5 separate regions of the Sus scrofa genome follow, and regions 1, 3, 4 and 5 are each linked to region 2. The links are chromatin contacts, called in public HiChIP or PLAC-seq maps. All regions are on one chromosome and are shown on one strand. The core of a region is the stretch at or near the end of the contact, and the rest is flanking DNA. Distances in the headings are between cores, read along the strand shown. Region 1 overlaps SMAD7 (SMAD family member 7). Region 2 overlaps DYM (dymeclin). Region 3 overlaps CTIF (CBP80/20-dependent translation initiation factor). Region 4 overlaps DYM (dymeclin). Region 5 overlaps DYM (dymeclin).

Evidence for each region. HiChIP or PLAC-seq counts read pairs in DNA pulled down with a chosen protein or histone mark.
Region 1: an H3K27ac HiChIP or PLAC-seq map of alveolar macrophages shows a contact between it and region 2. The contact joins two enhancer-like sites. A contact is called at or near these places in 1 of 47 Hi-C or Micro-C datasets (embryonic fibroblasts) and 1 of 2 datasets of contacts at active chromatin or transcription factors (alveolar macrophages).
Region 3: a contact with region 2 is called in an H3K27ac HiChIP or PLAC-seq map of alveolar macrophages. The contact joins two enhancer-like sites. A contact is called at or near these places in 1 of 47 Hi-C or Micro-C datasets (embryonic fibroblasts) and 1 of 2 datasets of contacts at active chromatin or transcription factors (alveolar macrophages).
Region 4: an H3K27ac HiChIP or PLAC-seq map of alveolar macrophages shows a contact between it and region 2. The contact joins two enhancer-like sites. A contact is called at or near these places in 1 of 47 Hi-C or Micro-C datasets (alveolar macrophages) and 1 of 2 datasets of contacts at active chromatin or transcription factors (alveolar macrophages).
Region 5: an H3K27ac HiChIP or PLAC-seq map of alveolar macrophages shows a contact between it and region 2. The contact joins two enhancer-like sites. A contact is called at or near these places in 1 of 47 Hi-C or Micro-C datasets (embryonic fibroblasts) and 1 of 2 datasets of contacts at active chromatin or transcription factors (alveolar macrophages).

The regions. Positions count from the first base shown.
Region 1 is chr1:98,514,430-98,517,290 of Sscrofa11.1, reverse strand. It overlaps SMAD7 (SMAD family member 7), which reads left to right. Exons shown (of 4, transcript NM_001244175.1): 4 at 2,471-2,861. Among named protein-coding and RNA genes, the nearest start is that of SMAD7, 26 kb to the left of the region's middle. Within about 2 kb of position 1,295, at least 37 of the 83 cell types and tissues checked have an H3K27ac peak or open chromatin away from gene starts, as enhancers often do. A contact at or near this core is called in alveolar macrophages, where this site is marked.
Region 2 is chr1:98,648,886-98,652,029 of Sscrofa11.1, reverse strand. The region is part of intron 16 of DYM (dymeclin); the gene reads left to right. Among named protein-coding and RNA genes, the nearest start is that of SMAD7, 110 kb to the right of the region's middle. Within about 2 kb of position 1,404, at least 14 of the 83 cell types and tissues checked have an H3K27ac peak or open chromatin away from gene starts, as enhancers often do. A contact at or near this core is called in alveolar macrophages, where this site is marked.
Region 3 is chr1:98,418,260-98,421,332 of Sscrofa11.1, reverse strand. The region is part of intron 10 of CTIF (CBP80/20-dependent translation initiation factor); the gene reads right to left. Among named protein-coding and RNA genes, the nearest start is that of SMAD7, 120 kb to the left of the region's middle. Within about 2 kb of position 1,517, at least 38 of the 83 cell types and tissues checked have an H3K27ac peak or open chromatin away from gene starts, as enhancers often do. A contact at or near this core is called in alveolar macrophages, where this site is marked.
Region 4 is chr1:98,843,511-98,846,708 of Sscrofa11.1, reverse strand. The region is part of intron 13 of DYM (dymeclin); the gene reads left to right. Among named protein-coding and RNA genes, the nearest start is that of DYM, 180 kb to the left of the region's middle. Within about 2 kb of position 1,443, at least 5 of the 83 cell types and tissues checked have an H3K27ac peak or open chromatin away from gene starts, as enhancers often do. A contact at or near this core is called in alveolar macrophages, where this site is marked.
Region 5 is chr1:98,803,865-98,807,047 of Sscrofa11.1, reverse strand. The region is part of intron 13 of DYM (dymeclin); the gene reads left to right. Among named protein-coding and RNA genes, the nearest start is that of DYM, 220 kb to the left of the region's middle. Within about 2 kb of position 1,392, at least 2 of the 83 cell types and tissues checked have an H3K27ac peak or open chromatin away from gene starts, as enhancers often do. A contact at or near this core is called in alveolar macrophages, where this site is marked.

The DNA of each region.
Region 1 (2,861 bases), core at 46-2,545, 130 kb after region 2:
TTCCCCTCCCCTCCGCTGGGCGACCTCAATCCTCTGCCCCCGCCCAGCTTCCTCAGCCCACAGAGGCCCCCCATCCCTTGTCTGTGGGCCTGGCACCGGGGCAATTTGATCCCTAGGACCCTGTCCTCCTCCTCCCCCTCCCCCTGCCTCACCTCCCTGCTCCAGCGGGTGCCAGGTTTCAGGGGAGCTCCATGAAACAAAGTATTGTGAGGCTCCCCCAAGGGTCTCCCGAACCTTCCTCCCAGCAACTCTCGAGTCTTCCTTTCCAGGCCAATTTGTTGTCCCGAGTTGGGAGCATAAGCGATAGCTTATATTTCCAAACACCCTCCCCGCTCAGACAGGCAGGCAGGTAAGGGCTTTCTCCTCCCTCAGCAAACTTGGCTGCCAGGACATTTTTATTTACATGGATGTTATGGGTCTTTGGTGTAGCCTTCAGAGCTGAACTCCCTCGGCAAGAGGGTTCAAAGATTGCCAGCGCTCGCGAGTTTATTAGCAGTTGATGGATACTTTGCAGAAACAAGTTAATGCCTGACGAGTCACCTTCAGCTTGGAGCCCTGGTCCCTCTCGTTTTTCCATATGTTCCCGGGTGTGTGCTTGCAAACACACACACACACAGAGCACACACTCGAAGTGCGTTCACACTATGCTCATGGACACAGCCTCTCCCACACTTGAGCTTTAGAGATGCATGGGGGACGCAGGTGACCAAGTTTCTGGTGTTGATATTTCATGGGGTTGGGGTTGAGGGGAGGAAGGACCCCTCAGCTTTCCCCATTTTTGTAGCTGTCCCAGCCGGTGGGGTGTCTAGGGGATTGCCACTCAGGGTGGGTGTTGGTGGCTGCCTCGATGGGTAGTACATTTGTACAGACTTATTCATACATAGGATGCCTCCATGCAAGACTGGCTGCTGCTTTAAAAAAAAAAAAAAAAAAAAAAAAGTTAATGGAGCTGCCTGGTTTGGCTCCCAGGCCCGAACATGCCTAGAAACGTTGGAAGGAGTTGGCATGCTGAGCTGCCCTGGCTCCCCGGCCTGCGGGGATGGCGGGATGCGGGGCCTGAGCCCTCCTCCAACCCCCAGCCGCTGTGCCATATAACCCATCATCGCTTCCAAAAATCAAAAAGGCCTAACAGAGCAAAAGACACCTCCCGCCAACCCCTGCCTTCAACCCCAAGCCCCCCAGTAACAGAGAAGCAGGAGCTTACAGGGAGGGCGGGAGGAGGGCTCTGCCGCCGGCCCTGCTCTCCCCTGCCTTTCCCCATTTTTGTTAACAAATACAAGACTTCCGGTCTCCGCCCTGCCACCACAAACCGCAGCGTTCCTGCAGCCCGGCTGGGCTCGGGAGATTTATGGCTCCCAGTCTGAGGCCTACCCCGCCGGCTCCAGCTTGAGGAAGAGTCGGAATGCCAGCCGCCGGGGCCCCCTGGCTTCCATATATCCTCCCTTTTAAAAGACCTCCAAGCGCCTGTTCAGGAAAAATCACCTTAGCAGACTCACCCCAGCCTCCCCTGCTGGCTGCCGTGGGAAGAAAGCACGTCTAGGAAAGCCGGGGTGGGGCCTCCAGGGGCGGACAGAAGAAGGAGGGGGAGGACACCCAGTCTAGATGCTTCTGGGGAGGGAGGGGGAGGAGGAGGAGGAGGGTTCCCCCCCGCCAAAGGCATGGTTGTACCCACTTGAGACACACAATCTTCCATCTGGGCCGGAGGTAGTCGGGGCTGACACCAAGTTGCATGTTGTGACTTGGCGTGTTGACAGGAGCTCACCCTTTGTGTACAGAGCTGCCGGGGACAGACACACTGAGTTGTTTTTCTATTAGGAAGATAGGTATTTTTATCCCAAGCCACCTCCATTAAAGTTTCCCCCAGACAGTGCTCCCTGATGACCAAGGCATTGATCTGAGGACTGGGTGACAAGCACAGAGACTGTTTAGCAGGTGGTCCTGGGGTCAAGGTCTGGCTGTGTCATCCCTGGGGCCTGAGCAACAGACTTCCTGAGGCCAGGTTTTCTCATGAGGATGACAAGGGGCTGGAGCAGCTGGCCTGCAAGGTTCCATCCAGTTTAAAGGACTATAATTTTAGACCTGTCTAGAAGGCCTCTCCCAGCCCTAAAAGTAAGCCCTCCAACTAAGTTACTAAGTGGTCCTGGCTTCTGATTCTGCAGGGATGGGGCTTCCACTGGTAGGGTTGGTGTCCTGGGTTCCTGATAGGATGCGGGGGAGCAGAGGGATCAGGGACCCCCATGCTTTAGAGGCCCCGCTCTTCCATCACTGGGTTAAGATCTCCAAGCCCCCCATAGGGGAACTGTACAGCCTGTGGCACATCCAGTGCCCTATCATCTCTTTCTGTCTTGCACTGAGAAACAGTGGGCCTGGCGGCCCAGGAGTGCGGATGTGCACGTCATCTTGGTTTGGGAGGAAGAGGAAAATGCCAGTCCCCATCATCACCCACCATGTCTGCCATTTTGTCTTCTAGATTCCCAACTTCTTCTGGAGCCTGGGGATCGGTCACACTGGTGCGTGGTGGCATACTGGGAGGAGAAGACGAGAGTGGGGAGGCTCTACTGTGTCCAGGAGCCCTCCCTGGATATCTTTTATGATCTACCTCAGGGGAATGGCTTTTGCCTTGGACAGCTCAATTCGGACAACAAGAGTCAGCTGGTGCAGAAAGTGCGGAGCAAGATCGGCTGTGGCATCCAGCTCACGCGGGAAGTGGATGGCGTGTGGGTGTACAACCGCAGCAGTTACCCCATCTTCATCAAGTCAGCCACACTGGACAACCCGGACTCCAGGACGCTGTTGGTACACAAAGTGTTCCCCGGTTTCTCCATCAAGGCTTTTGACTATGAGAAAGCGTACAGCCTGCA
Region 2 (3,144 bases), core at 155-2,654:
CCAGAGAGGTCCGTGAGGTCCCCGCTGCCTGGCCGGCCATCATGCTCTTAGGTATGCAAGGTATCGTGACTGCCCTCCGAGCCTCCTCATGGTGGACTTCTTCCTTCTAGCTTTGTATTTCCTCATTTGTAACTTTTAATAAATAGCCCTCTATAATCTTCTGTATTTTGAATTTAGGTTTTTCACTAATTTTGAAACGAATTTGCATAAAATGGAACTGCTCCACGGTCAGCAGTGCTGTTATTCGTAGGCCAGTGCTTATCTTTTGCTTATCAAGTTAGGTAATAATATGTGATCCATCAGCAGCACATTCCATTATGCATAGAAGAGTAGGCCGTGGCCTCCTTGTTCAGACCATAATTGAGCTGAGTTGATCATATGGATTCTTTTCCTGGAGCTTGCTCTTCAAAGCCGACCAGCAGTCTTCCAAGCCCAGTGTTAGCCAGTCTGCCTGGGAGAACACCTCTCCTGAGCATTGTTCTTCCATCTTGTGTCACGTTCTGCCTCCTGCTAAATCATACCCCCGTTAGAGGAGCAACAGCTATTCCTCTTTCCTCTGCAGCCTCAAGCACAGTGCTTCATAGATAGTTGGCGCTCACCAACGTTTAGTTGAAGGACCCAGTATTAACACAGAGTAAAAGAAGGGAGGAAGAATTCCCATCATGGTTCAGTGGTAACAAACCGGACAGTATCCATGAGGGTACGGGTTTGATCCCTGGCCTCGCTCAGTGGGTTAAGGATCCAGAGTTGCCGTGAACTGTGGTGTAGGTTACAGATGCATCTTGGATCCCGTGTGGCTGTGGCTGTGGCTGGCAGTTGTAGCTCCGATTCGACCCCTAGCCTGGAAACTTCCACATGCCTTGGGTGCAGCCCTAAAAAGACCAAAAAAAAAAAAAAAAAAAAGAAAAGAAAAATAGGGAAGAAATACTAGGGAAACTGGTTCATCATCCAACATCACCCCTGGATAAAATAATCGCCTGTAAAATGCCTACCTTGATATCTTTTTAAGACAGAATCTTGAAACCAGTTTACTCTCCAGCTGTGCAGAACCTGCCCACAGTAGCCCCTTCGTGCATTGTAGGAGCTCTCCTCGTCTGTCCCACCCCATCTCCCAGCAGTGACAGGCCACCTCGCTACTGACCATCACCAGTCACTTGCCTATTTAGAGGCTTGATACAGTCTTTTCAGGAATTTTTTTTTTTAATGTGTTATCTAGCTATTTGATTTTAAATTGCACCAAGCACTCTTGGAGCCATGTCAGTGCTTGCTGGCGTTTCTAATGCTATCTATATAATCTTTAGGTAGAAGAGGAAAAACGCCATTGAACTTTTGTGGTAATATAGTTATTGCAGTTGAGCCCTACATCTGTTTGCTGAACTTCCTGTGGGTTTTCACCAGATCACATGGCTGACAGCAGAGACAGTCTTTAAAGCTTTTGGTCTGCTTGTTATACCCGAGTCTCAACCACCAAATCAGACCTTTGCTTTGTCTCTGGGCCGGGCGTCCGGATGTCCCACTGTGGTGGGTTGATTCACTGGAGCTGATAAAAACATTCCGGCCAAATTCGAGCGTCTAGCATTACCTCTGGCTCCAAAAATCAAAACAACAAGATTGTTGTAAGTAGCTTTGGATTGAGACCAAGCTCCAGGCTTGAGAGATGGGTTTTTCCCTCCTCATTGAGCTGAGTCACAAGACAACTGTCTTGGAAAGAGAGGGGCGGAAACCTGCCCCCTGCTGGCCCCTTCCAGATGCAGTCTGTGGAAACAAAGCCGCCATCCCCCCTGAGCTCTTCCTCCACCTGCCCAGAGCTTTAGTGGTCCTCAGGTGCATCCACCCAGCTGTCACTGGCTGGAGCCCACAAGGGGACCGAGGAGGCGGGAGAGAAGATGGGGTAGAAAGGTGAGGACCCAGGAATGCCCTGTGGCCTGGGCATCACTGGCCAAGTCAGGAGTGAAGGTGCTTGAGCGAGGAGGCTGGACTTGGCTGAGCCATCACAGGATGCATTATCGCTCCCCACAGGCTTGAAAAGAACATAAAGGGAAGAGTGACTCTTTCTAGGTTGCTGATCTGACATTTAGAATATGACATTTTTTGGACTGAATCCTGACAAAATGTGTCCCCAGTGTCCAGTGCTAAATAAAACCTTTTGGGAGTTCCCATTGTGGCTTAGCAGAAACAAATCTGACTAGCATCCATGAGCCCGCAGGTTGGATCCCTGGCCTTGCTCATTGGGTTAAGGATCTGGTGTTGCCGTGAGCTGTGGTGAAGGTCACAGACAAGGCTCGGATCCCATGTTGCTGTGGCTGTGGTGTAGGCTGGCAGCTACAGCTCCGATCTAACCCCTAGCCTGAGAACCTCCATGTGCTTCAGGTGTGGCCCTAAAAAGGCCAAAAAAAAACCCTTTTGTCTTTCTTTTCCTTAGCTCTCAGACTTCTAAGAGTATTAGAGGAACACATATTTTTTATTTTTCTTTTTAAAAGAAATGCATATTTCTTTTTCTTTTCTTTTCTTTTCTTTTTTTTTTTTTTTTTTTTTTTTTTGGCTGTACCTGTAACATGCAGAAGTTCCTGAGCCAGGGGTTGAACCCTTTCACCGCAGCAGTGACAACGCCAGATCCTTAACCTACTGAGCCACAGGGGAACTCCAAGAATGTCTGTTTCACTCTAAACCCGGGTGGGTTCTCTCTCTGGCTAAATAGCTCCCTGTTCAGGGGGTGCCATATTCAATGCAGCTTGGACACAGGTAGTCACACCAAGAGGCTGCATACACATTCAGTCTGGTTCACTGACTAGTGTTTGCAAAGCCCTCTTATGACTTATGCCTCTTAGTCACCTTTTTAAAACGTTCCCAGTACACTGTCTTAAAAACAACTCATTGCAGGAAAGAGGAGGCTCTCTACTTTGTGCTTTGTTATATTGGCTTGGTTAATAGCCAGTCCTCAGCCACTCCAGCCCCCATCCAGCCACACCCCAGGCTGCTCGTTGGAGGTTGTTGAACACGCCCCAGAATCATGCAGGGAGATTGTGACGCTGATGTCAAACACGGCTTAGAAGTGGCCCTTCTGTCAACACCACCGCAGCCCCATAAGCTTTCCTCGGGGCCGATCCCCACTTCGAGTCGAGTCCCGCCACAGGACTATACGCA
Region 3 (3,073 bases), core at 268-2,767, 230 kb after region 2:
GTTACCTACTGATCATTGCTGGCGGCAATGGTAATGGCGCCATCATAAGGAATCAGGCTCCAGCTAGGACCTGAGGTAGACAGAAAAGAGGAGGAAAAGTCATCTCCTAACTTGTTGGTGTCCAGACCAGCAAGTGCTGCCTAAACATTTACCCCTGGAGAAGGGACAGCAGTGAGTAGGGTATCATCAAAGGCTGAATGTAAATGGTTGGACTCCAAGAGCTGCAGCAGGTTAAAGCAGGATCGGTGTGGGTCCTGGAGAGGGTTGTGTGTGACTTATACAGCAGCTCCCAGCACAGGGTGCTTTGTTTTTCCTGTCGCCTCCTTAGTGGACAGCAGCTCTGCAGGCAGGAACCACCCAGGGTGTGCTCACGCCCAGGCCCCAGCAACCAGCACAACCCTTGGCACCCAAGTTGCTGGCTAAACAGGACCTGAGCTGGGGCAGGAAGGCCTGGCAGGGCTGGCGTGGGGGTTGGGGGGACACGGAGGGGTCCCAGTCAGGCCAGGTCTCAGAGGGGCTGCTTATAAGCACCCTATGATGGGAAACAGACAATTTTTTTTTCTTTTTAGAGCCAAACCTGAGGCACATGGAAGTTCCTGGGCAAGGGATCAAATCAAGCTGCAGCTGCCCCAGATCCAAGCCTCGTCTGTGACCCACACCACATCTCACAGCAAAGCGGGATCCTTAACCCACTCAGAGAGGCCAGGGATCAACCTGCATCCTCATGGATACTAGTCAGGTTCCTAACCTGCTGAGCCACACGGGAACTCAGGCAAAAAAAAAAATTTTTTTTTTGACTTCTGGGTTTTCGGAAGTTCCTGATGGCCGTGCTTCACACCACAGCTTAGTTTCTTATCCTCTAACTATATAGGTCACTCCCTCTCCCTCTCAGCCAATCCCCCCACCAGGACCCTCACACTCTGAAAATGTTCCAGCCTATCTCACCTCGTGCCCCCAAGGTGAGCAGACCCTCACTTCACTGGGATGACCTGGGAAAACACCCCTGGGAGGCAGGGGAAGGGGCTCGAGGGCCGGGCATCCTTTTTGTTTTTAAACCCAAAAGAATTAAAAAAAAAAAAAAAATCTAGAGACAGACACATGCCTGTGTGTATATATGTGTGTACCCTGTACACACGACTCCAGCAAGAAACAATTTATCCTCCACCCTCCATTCGTCAGCTTAGGAAAAATCCGCACCCCCGCCCCTCCCGGCCCCCTCCCGCCTTCCTCGCGACGCTGCAGAAAGCAGGGGCCTCTTGAAGTTCAGACATTAATTACTGAGAATATTTTTCAAAATTACAAGGCATGGCCCCAGGAGATAAGAGGAAGCAGGAGGAGAGCGCGGAGGAAGGTGGGGAGAGCCAGTCCGCCCAGGGCTGCGGAGGCGGGTCTGGAGGTTGGGACGCGGGAGGCCCCCTGCCTCCAGGAAGAGCCCCTTACCCCCAACCTGTAAGGCCAGGCGCCCCCTGCAGGCAGCGCTGGAACAAGGCAATAGGCTGTGCGGCAGGGCCTCCGTGGGGGAGGGATGCAGGACTTTCCTTTTTGGCGCTGAGCAGAGTTTAGACAACTCTGCCTCTTACCTCTCCATTGGAAGCCTTAAACGTATAATTCCTGCTAGAAAATAGTTATGTTAATGAAAACTGTTCTCAATGAAAGGTGGATAGATCAAATTATTCCCCCGCTATAATCAGGAGGATTGATGGCATTGAGGGCTCGCTGGGAGGGAACATGCAAGCCCTGGTGACAATTCAATCTGACTGTTTCAAAATGCCGGATATCTGACGCTTAAGAAAAACCGCTCCCACCTATATATCGTTGACACTGCTACCGAATTCTCAGAAAGCCACTTCCTCTTTGCATCTCTAAATTTTAGAGAAAATATCCAACACTTGCAACCGCACCACCTTCCAAAACGGAAGTGAAGAGATGTTCTCCTGAAGCCATGTTGAGATGGGTTTGGAAAACTCTCGAGTTTTAAGACTGTTTAAAAACGGTTCTGGCGTGGAGACTGGTTTCCCTTTGGAAACCAGTGTCTGGTGGAAGCTGGTATTTTTATAACTCCAGGCTCTCTATCAGATCCTGTGTTACCATGGTTGCTAAGGGGAACACTGGCTTCAAATTTCACATTTCAGTTTGCAGAGTCTGGCTAAGGAAGTAGGACATTTAAGTGGGGGGGGGGGCTAGGCGAGGGTTGGGGAGTGGTGGATGGGGGGAGACCCAAGTTTTATCTTGAGGAAGTCAAGGATCTGGACAGCCTCAGAGGCAGGCACATCTGTGTGTGTGTGTGTGTGTGTGTGTGTGTGTGTGTTTGGGGAGGGGGCTTTCTCAGTAGGTCAGCAGCATCACACCACAGTGTGACCTGGCTCTCAAGTGGAAGAGAGGGACGACAGCTCTGGAGGGGACAAAACTGTGGGGAGTTATTTCTGCGGAGGTTACAGGAATGGTTGTTTAAGCTGGATATTCATAGCAGCAGCTGTTGGACCTGGAGGAACTTTGCCGCTAAACCAGTGCCCAGGGGCTGTGTACCTGCCCTGGGAAGGCTACATTCTCAGAGGAACATTCCAGGAGGGGTCTGTGCCTAAGATTAGTGCTGGAATATACTGTTCATGGAGAGAGGTTCTCCTTAATTTTCAAGCTGTGTTCCCAGCCCTCCCCTTCCTGCTCCTTAGCCTGCTTGATTGACGGTTCTAGTCAGATTGTTCTCTGCTAAGATGCCCTTGCCAGGAAGAGCTCATCTCATTTGCCTTCTGGGCGCCCACATTCCCGCTTCCCACTCTCACCTTATTTTGAGCACTGCACTTTCCACCATCCACTGAGTTACCCGTGGGTCTCTCTGGCTAGGGAGTGCCTCAGATTTATTTGACTTTATATGTCAGCACATTTCTAGCAGGAAAAGTGTCTGGGAGACTTTTCAGTTCAGTAAAGAAGTAGCATTGTTCTCAGTGTTTGTTGAGTGAATAAACAAACTCTCCTTTATGCTTTCTGCGGTGTTGCTCTCCAGCTTAAAACACTCTCAAAGGTTCTCAGTATCACCTTGTGTCCACCAGAATGCCTCTGCTGGGAGCCAACACTG
Region 4 (3,198 bases), core at 194-2,693, 190 kb before region 2:
ACCACTGTTCTGATGCCCTTTCAGAGAGGGGGGGTAGAGGTAGTGATGTGAGCATGTCTGTCACAAAGCTCACTGTACATACTTTCAAATTCCTACTGTTTCTGAATTAATTATACCCCTACTTTCTTCCATCAATATAATCAATAGTTAGCTATGTGTGTATTATTCATGCCTTCATTTAATAAATATTTACTGGGAACGCAGTTATTAGAGCTTCGAAGAGAAAGGGGATATACAGAATCTATAAATCATATTTATTCCCTGTAAGGACACATGGTTTCTTGAATCTTTAAAAGTCATAAGATGGGGAGCTTACTGTGGTAAATTGTCTTAGAAGTTTATTACTCATCTTGCCTGGGTATGACTATAAAATAAATTTGTCCTGGTTGTTTATTGCTGTGTGACAAACCACCCCAAAACTCAGTAGCTTACAGCAACAATTCATAATGATCTCTCCCAGTGCTGTGGATTCTCAGCTTGGCTGAGTGATACTCACTCAAGTGTTCTCACATGCTTGCATTCGGACAGCAGCAAGGCTGGATGTCCAGTATGAACAGTCTCATGGCTGGCGGTTGATGCCACCTATCAGCTGGGAGGTCTGTTGAGATGGTGACTAGAGCATCTCAGTTTTTCCATGAGACCTGTCCACAAAGCTTGGTTTTCTCACAGGTTCTCAAGGGGATGCTCCCAAGAATAAACATCCCAAGAGTGAGAAAAGCTAAGGCTTCTGACGACCTAGCTCACCTATCCCACAGTGTCGCTTTCACCACGTTTTATCAGTCAAAAACAGGTCACAGGACCAGCACAGATTCAAAGGAGCGGACCACACAAGGACATAAATGCTGGGAGGCTTGGTTGATTTGTGGCCGTCTTTGAACAGTAGCTGCCACAAGACTGTCATGAACTGGTGAAGCTGGGAAAATGAAAGACTACTTTCCTTCTCAAATTCTAGGCTTAAGATAAATGTCTAGATTTCGATTCAAAAAAGAAAAGCTGAATGCATTCAAATGCTATCTTTGCATTTTTCTTTCCTTTGTTTAATTTACACTTGACATAAAAGTTCTCTCCCCTGACTTTTGCCTGTGTTGTATTTCTTTGGTTCAGAAGGAATGCCCACTTGCCAATAATGAATGGTGTCTTTACTTAGACTAATGGACAGAGTTCCTGTCTTATAAACGCTCATGGGGCTGCACTTGCTGGTCACCTAGTGGTTGATAATGGCCAGCTCTTGTCTTTGGGTTGAGAAAACTTAAGGGCTGTGTTTCCCTGGGGGCAGTATGACTGGCCTTATGTTCACTCTGGCACTGGCAGCTGCAGAAGTCCTATGTGGGGGAGGTTGAGGGGGCAGCATGACGTTTGGAGGGTGGAGCTAGGAGATTGTCTGGAAATGGCATTTGTACATCAGTCACACTGTCTCCAGTTGATTATGTGTTTGCCTTGAGATCTGGCTGGAGGACGTTTGATGGGGGGGGGATGCTTTAGCTAAAGTGCCCCTTGGTGGTGCTGTTGCGCTATAAACTTCCAAAGAAAACATCTTCTGGTGCCATTTTTTTTTTTTTTTTTTTTAAAGCAAACATTTTATTGGACACCTGTGGTACACCAGGCCCAGTGCTAGGCTTAGGGGAAATAAAATCTGGTTATTGTCCTCATAGTCTAATCCTTGCTATTGACTTTCTTGACATTTTCTGAAAAGTGGTAAAAATAATACCTCATTGAATTCAAGCCAGGCCCATAGCTGCCTGTAGGCCTTAGGAAAGTAGTGACCAATTTGCCTAAAGATGTATTCACAAAGTTAAAAACATTTTAAGTTATAAAAAAGTTATCAAATAATCCATATATTTTTTTTTAAACACTCAATTTCACACTATTAAGAAAAATGCAATTTAAAACTTCACTAAGATGCCATTTTCCACATATTCGATTAGGAGGATCTGTTTGGGTGTTTGTAACATTCTCAAAATTTTGGGTAGGAGTGTAAATTGGTATGGCTCCTATGAAGAACAGTATGGCAATATGTAAACAAATTCTAAGTACATTACCCTGTGAGCCAACTGTCATACTTCCACATTTGTGAAAGTGACAATGTACAGGTTTATTTTGGCAGTGTTTTTCTTTATAACAAAAAAGATGAGAAACGACTCTAAATCAATAGAGACGTAATTCAGTATTGTACATTGATACAGTAGACAGTGTGTAGCTATAAAAATTTAAAAAAATAATAAGGCTTTTCAAGATATGCTGAAAAGCAAGGCATGGCACTGTACGTATACAGTGGTCCCCTGGTACCCAAGATTTCACTTTGCTCAGTTTCAGTTACCTGTGGTCAACTATGGGCTGAAAATGCTAAATGGAAAATTCCAGAAATAAACGGTTTATAAGTGTTTAATTGTATGTCATTTTTGTGCTGTTCTGCCTGGGACATGAATCATCTCTTTGTCCAGTGTATCACTTAGTAGTCACATTACGCACACATTATGCGTGTGTGTGTGTGTGTGTGTGTGTGTGTGTGTGTGTGAGATGACGTAGTTCTGTAACATGATGGCTTCAAAATGTCATTGAATTTATCCAGTGAAATTAATAATGCCATGTGGACATTTAAGTTGTCGGTGCGTATGCACGTACGTAGACATAACAGTTCTGGAAAGAAAATCCTTGTGCATGTGTGAGGAACAGCGTATGGTAGTGGTTAGCAGTACACACTGTAGTGAGGCCCACCTCTGCCTCTTACTGGCTGTGTGACCTTGGACAAGTTTTCAGACCTTTTCATGTGTACGTTTCCTCATCTGTAAAATGTGGATAATAATTCCTATTTTGTAGCATCATTGTGAGGATTACAACAATATAACGTGAAAATCTTTCAGAACAGTGTTGAGCACATTTAAGTGTTAGCCAGCCTCTTCTCTCCAAATGTGCAGCATGGGGATAAAATACAGACTTGATTCCGAGTGACTCTTACTGTTCATTATTAATGAGCCTCAAAACTCTTGACAAACATTTGTTTGTAGCTCATCCTTTCGGTACTGTCCTCGAAAGTGATTCCTGGGGTCACAAGCAGAAGACGCTTACGGATAATTTGCTTGATACAATTAGCATGAGGAGAGCCAGGATGAGCGGCTGCAGGGGAGTTGTTCTCTTCCCTTCAGGGAGGGGAATCTAGTTATGCTCTCAAATCTCAGGTGTGTCTGGGGCTTCTTTCAG
Region 5 (3,183 bases), core at 143-2,642, 160 kb before region 2:
AAGCTACTAATCCTAAATTTCATAGTGTTGTATCCCAGATGACTAAGTTTGGCCTTAATTTTTGCTATAGTTTTGATTTCTTTTTTCTTCACAGAGTAATAGTAGATTCAAGCTGTTCTCAAAAGGTTTTTAACCCATTTTCACAAAGCAAGCATTTATAGGCAGATTTTCAAGGTAACCCAAAGGATATATTTTACATTTTACTTACCACTGGGGGAAGAAAAAGTAAGAGCAATTAGCAACTGAATGTAATTTCCAGGAGTGACTAAAGGTCTCGTTTCTCCTCTAATGAACAATTGTGTCATCCTTCTAACTGAATAAACAAGCAGAAGCTTTCTGGGGGATTTAAAATTATAGTTACTATCCATGTATGTACATTTTTTTATCCAGGTGACATTTAGACAAACTTTAAAATGTTTGTTATTTTAAGTTTATTCTTGGTGTATCTGATGTTGATTCAGTTAATCCTTTTCCTTTGTGCATTTATTCTCAAGTAGCACACACTAGAAGCCAGTAGGAAGCTCCAGTCCCCTATTGCTCAGGGCAGTAGAAGTTTATTGTATGGTCTCTACATCATGGCACACAGTGGTTGTGGCCACACTGGGAATCTGCGCAAAGAGTGGTTGTGTCTGGTTGGAGTGAGTCCACCTTTTAGGATTTATATAATGTCCTTCAGCCCTAAACTTCCCCAAGCATGTTTGAACATAGGGATGCAACAACATATAATAGTATTTTAGTATCATTTCTGTAAAATATTAGAAAGTAAAAGAAATGTTGGCAAATTAATCTAAAACCAGTGCATACGTAGCTGCAGGTAATTTTACTTCTGAGTATGCAGTAAAAATAGTATATTTGGGGAGTATTTTTCATAGTTTAGCAAATCGTAAAGTAGCCTCTGGATTGCTCTTACTGGTCAGGTAGAGAGCATCATTGTGGATTAACAGGTCCATAAAACCCAACGTTCTGTTGACTTTGTAATTCTTGCTATTTTCTTGTTTTGAATAACAGTATATTACTGTAGCAGGCAAGACATGGAGGTGATATGTTGTGATAGTCTAGTTTAAAGAAAAGAGCTCAAGAACCACTTCCTTTTTTTTTTTTTTTTTTTTTTTTCTTTTTTTTTGGTCTTTGTGCCTTTTCTAGGGCCGCTCCTGGGGCATATGGAGGTTCCCAGGCTTGGGGTCAAATCGGAGCTGTTGCCGCCGGCCTACACCACAGCCACAGCAACGCGGGATCCGAGCTGCATCTGCGAGCTACACCACAGCTCATGGCAACGCCGGGTCCTTAACCCACTGAGCAAGGCCAGGGATCAAAGGCGCAACCTCATGGTTCCTAGCCGGATTCATTAACCATTGCGCCACGACGGGAACTCCAAGAACCACTTCCTTGATTTCTGTGCCTGGCACTAAGCAGCAAATGCAACCCAGGCTACCAATTTGCATGACTCTTGGTGTGATGATGATAAGAGTTTGTGGTATTTCCTGTTACCATAGTTTAAAGAAATTGTATTTCACTCTTGCTGTCTGGTTTTCTAGTCCCTCCCTTCCTCTTTTGAATCTAATAATGATAATAGAACCTGTTTATACAGCAAATCTATATACATTAATAACTTGTGGTTTCACTGAAAGATGATCCAGTTGAGCTAGAACCATGATGAAAACTAAGAGGCATCAGTTGCAAATTTGTGAATGTAACTCATGTACGCATCTTCTCCTTAAGTGAGATCAAAGTCAGTTTGGCTTTAATTGGCACTGCTTTTTACAACTAAGATGGTAGTGGTTCTGTTCTGCTGTCATGGGAATATTACCCCAAACAGTAAAAAGAACTCTTAAAATTATTGTTTTGTTAACTAACTCAGCCCTGGTGTATTTGTATTCTTGGATTTGAATTTGTTGGCATGGGGCTTAAATCACTGCTCTCTATGTACTGAGGAATGTATATACCTGTATGAGTCAGAAATGAATCTGACTAGGAACTATGAGGTTGCTGGTTCAAACCTTGGCCTCGCTCAGTGGGTTAAGGATCCGGTGTTGCGGTGAGCTGTGGTGTAGTTTGCAGATGCTGCTCGGATCTGGCATTGCTGTGGCTCTGGCATAGGCTGGCAGCAGCAGCTCCTGATTAGACCCCTAGCCTGGGAACCTTCATATACCATGGGTGTGGCCCTACAAAGACAAAAAAAAAAAAGAATTAAAAAGACTAAGTAGTCTTCTCATAGGGTAATGTGGCCTTATTTGTTTATAGCATGTGGAAATTTAACATGCCTCCCCATAACCAAAACCATAGAACTAACTTTCCCAATACGTGTTGCATTCTTTTGCATAATGAAGCTATATGTATTATCGTGTTATTCCTAATCTGGTTCTGGGGAGTGCATTCTCTGTTTTTGTATATTTAGAGAAGCTGATTTTCCCTCTTACATAATCAAATGGTGTTTCTTCTGATGACTTATACTTGTATAAATGCAGTAGTTATTTCCTTGCCTATTAATATTTGTTATTCAAATATTTTTCTGAGGTGAGTTTAGTTTTCATTTTATTATTTTTAGATATGTTATCATTAAAAATATCTTTCTGGTGCCATCCTGTTTCAGCTTTGAATTTTAATTCATTGTTGTTTTAAATAAGCCATCATGTTCCAAAATTACAGCATTGGGAGTTCTTTTGTGGCTCAGCATTGTCAGCAACATGGCTCAGATCATTGCTAAGTATCTGGCATTGTCACTGCAACAGCTTGGGTCGCTGCTATGATGTGGGTTCAGTCCCTGGCCTAGGAACTTCCACATGCAGTAGGTGTGGCCAAGAAAGAATTACAGTGTTATCTAGAACTAATTATCTTCCTTTTTGAATGTAAAATCCCCCTGAAAAAAACATAAAATGCAAATGAAGTTTTTTTCATATATTAGTTCATTAGACTGGCTCACTTAATATCACTTTGGCTTAAAAGAGCTGGATTTCTGTGGGATGTTTTGTTTTTCTGATTTTTCTCTGTAGCAGATATCTCTGTCCTTATTGTCAGTGAGGACAAACAGAGTTTGGGCAAGTTGTAGCTGAGAGAAGCACAGTAAAACCAGTGTTGCAATTCACCCATTTCCCTCCCAAGACGTATCATAATACTCTAATTTTGTGTTACCAATGCATGTGGTCTTTTTGACAATCAAATCCACATATGACTGTTTGCCTTGTA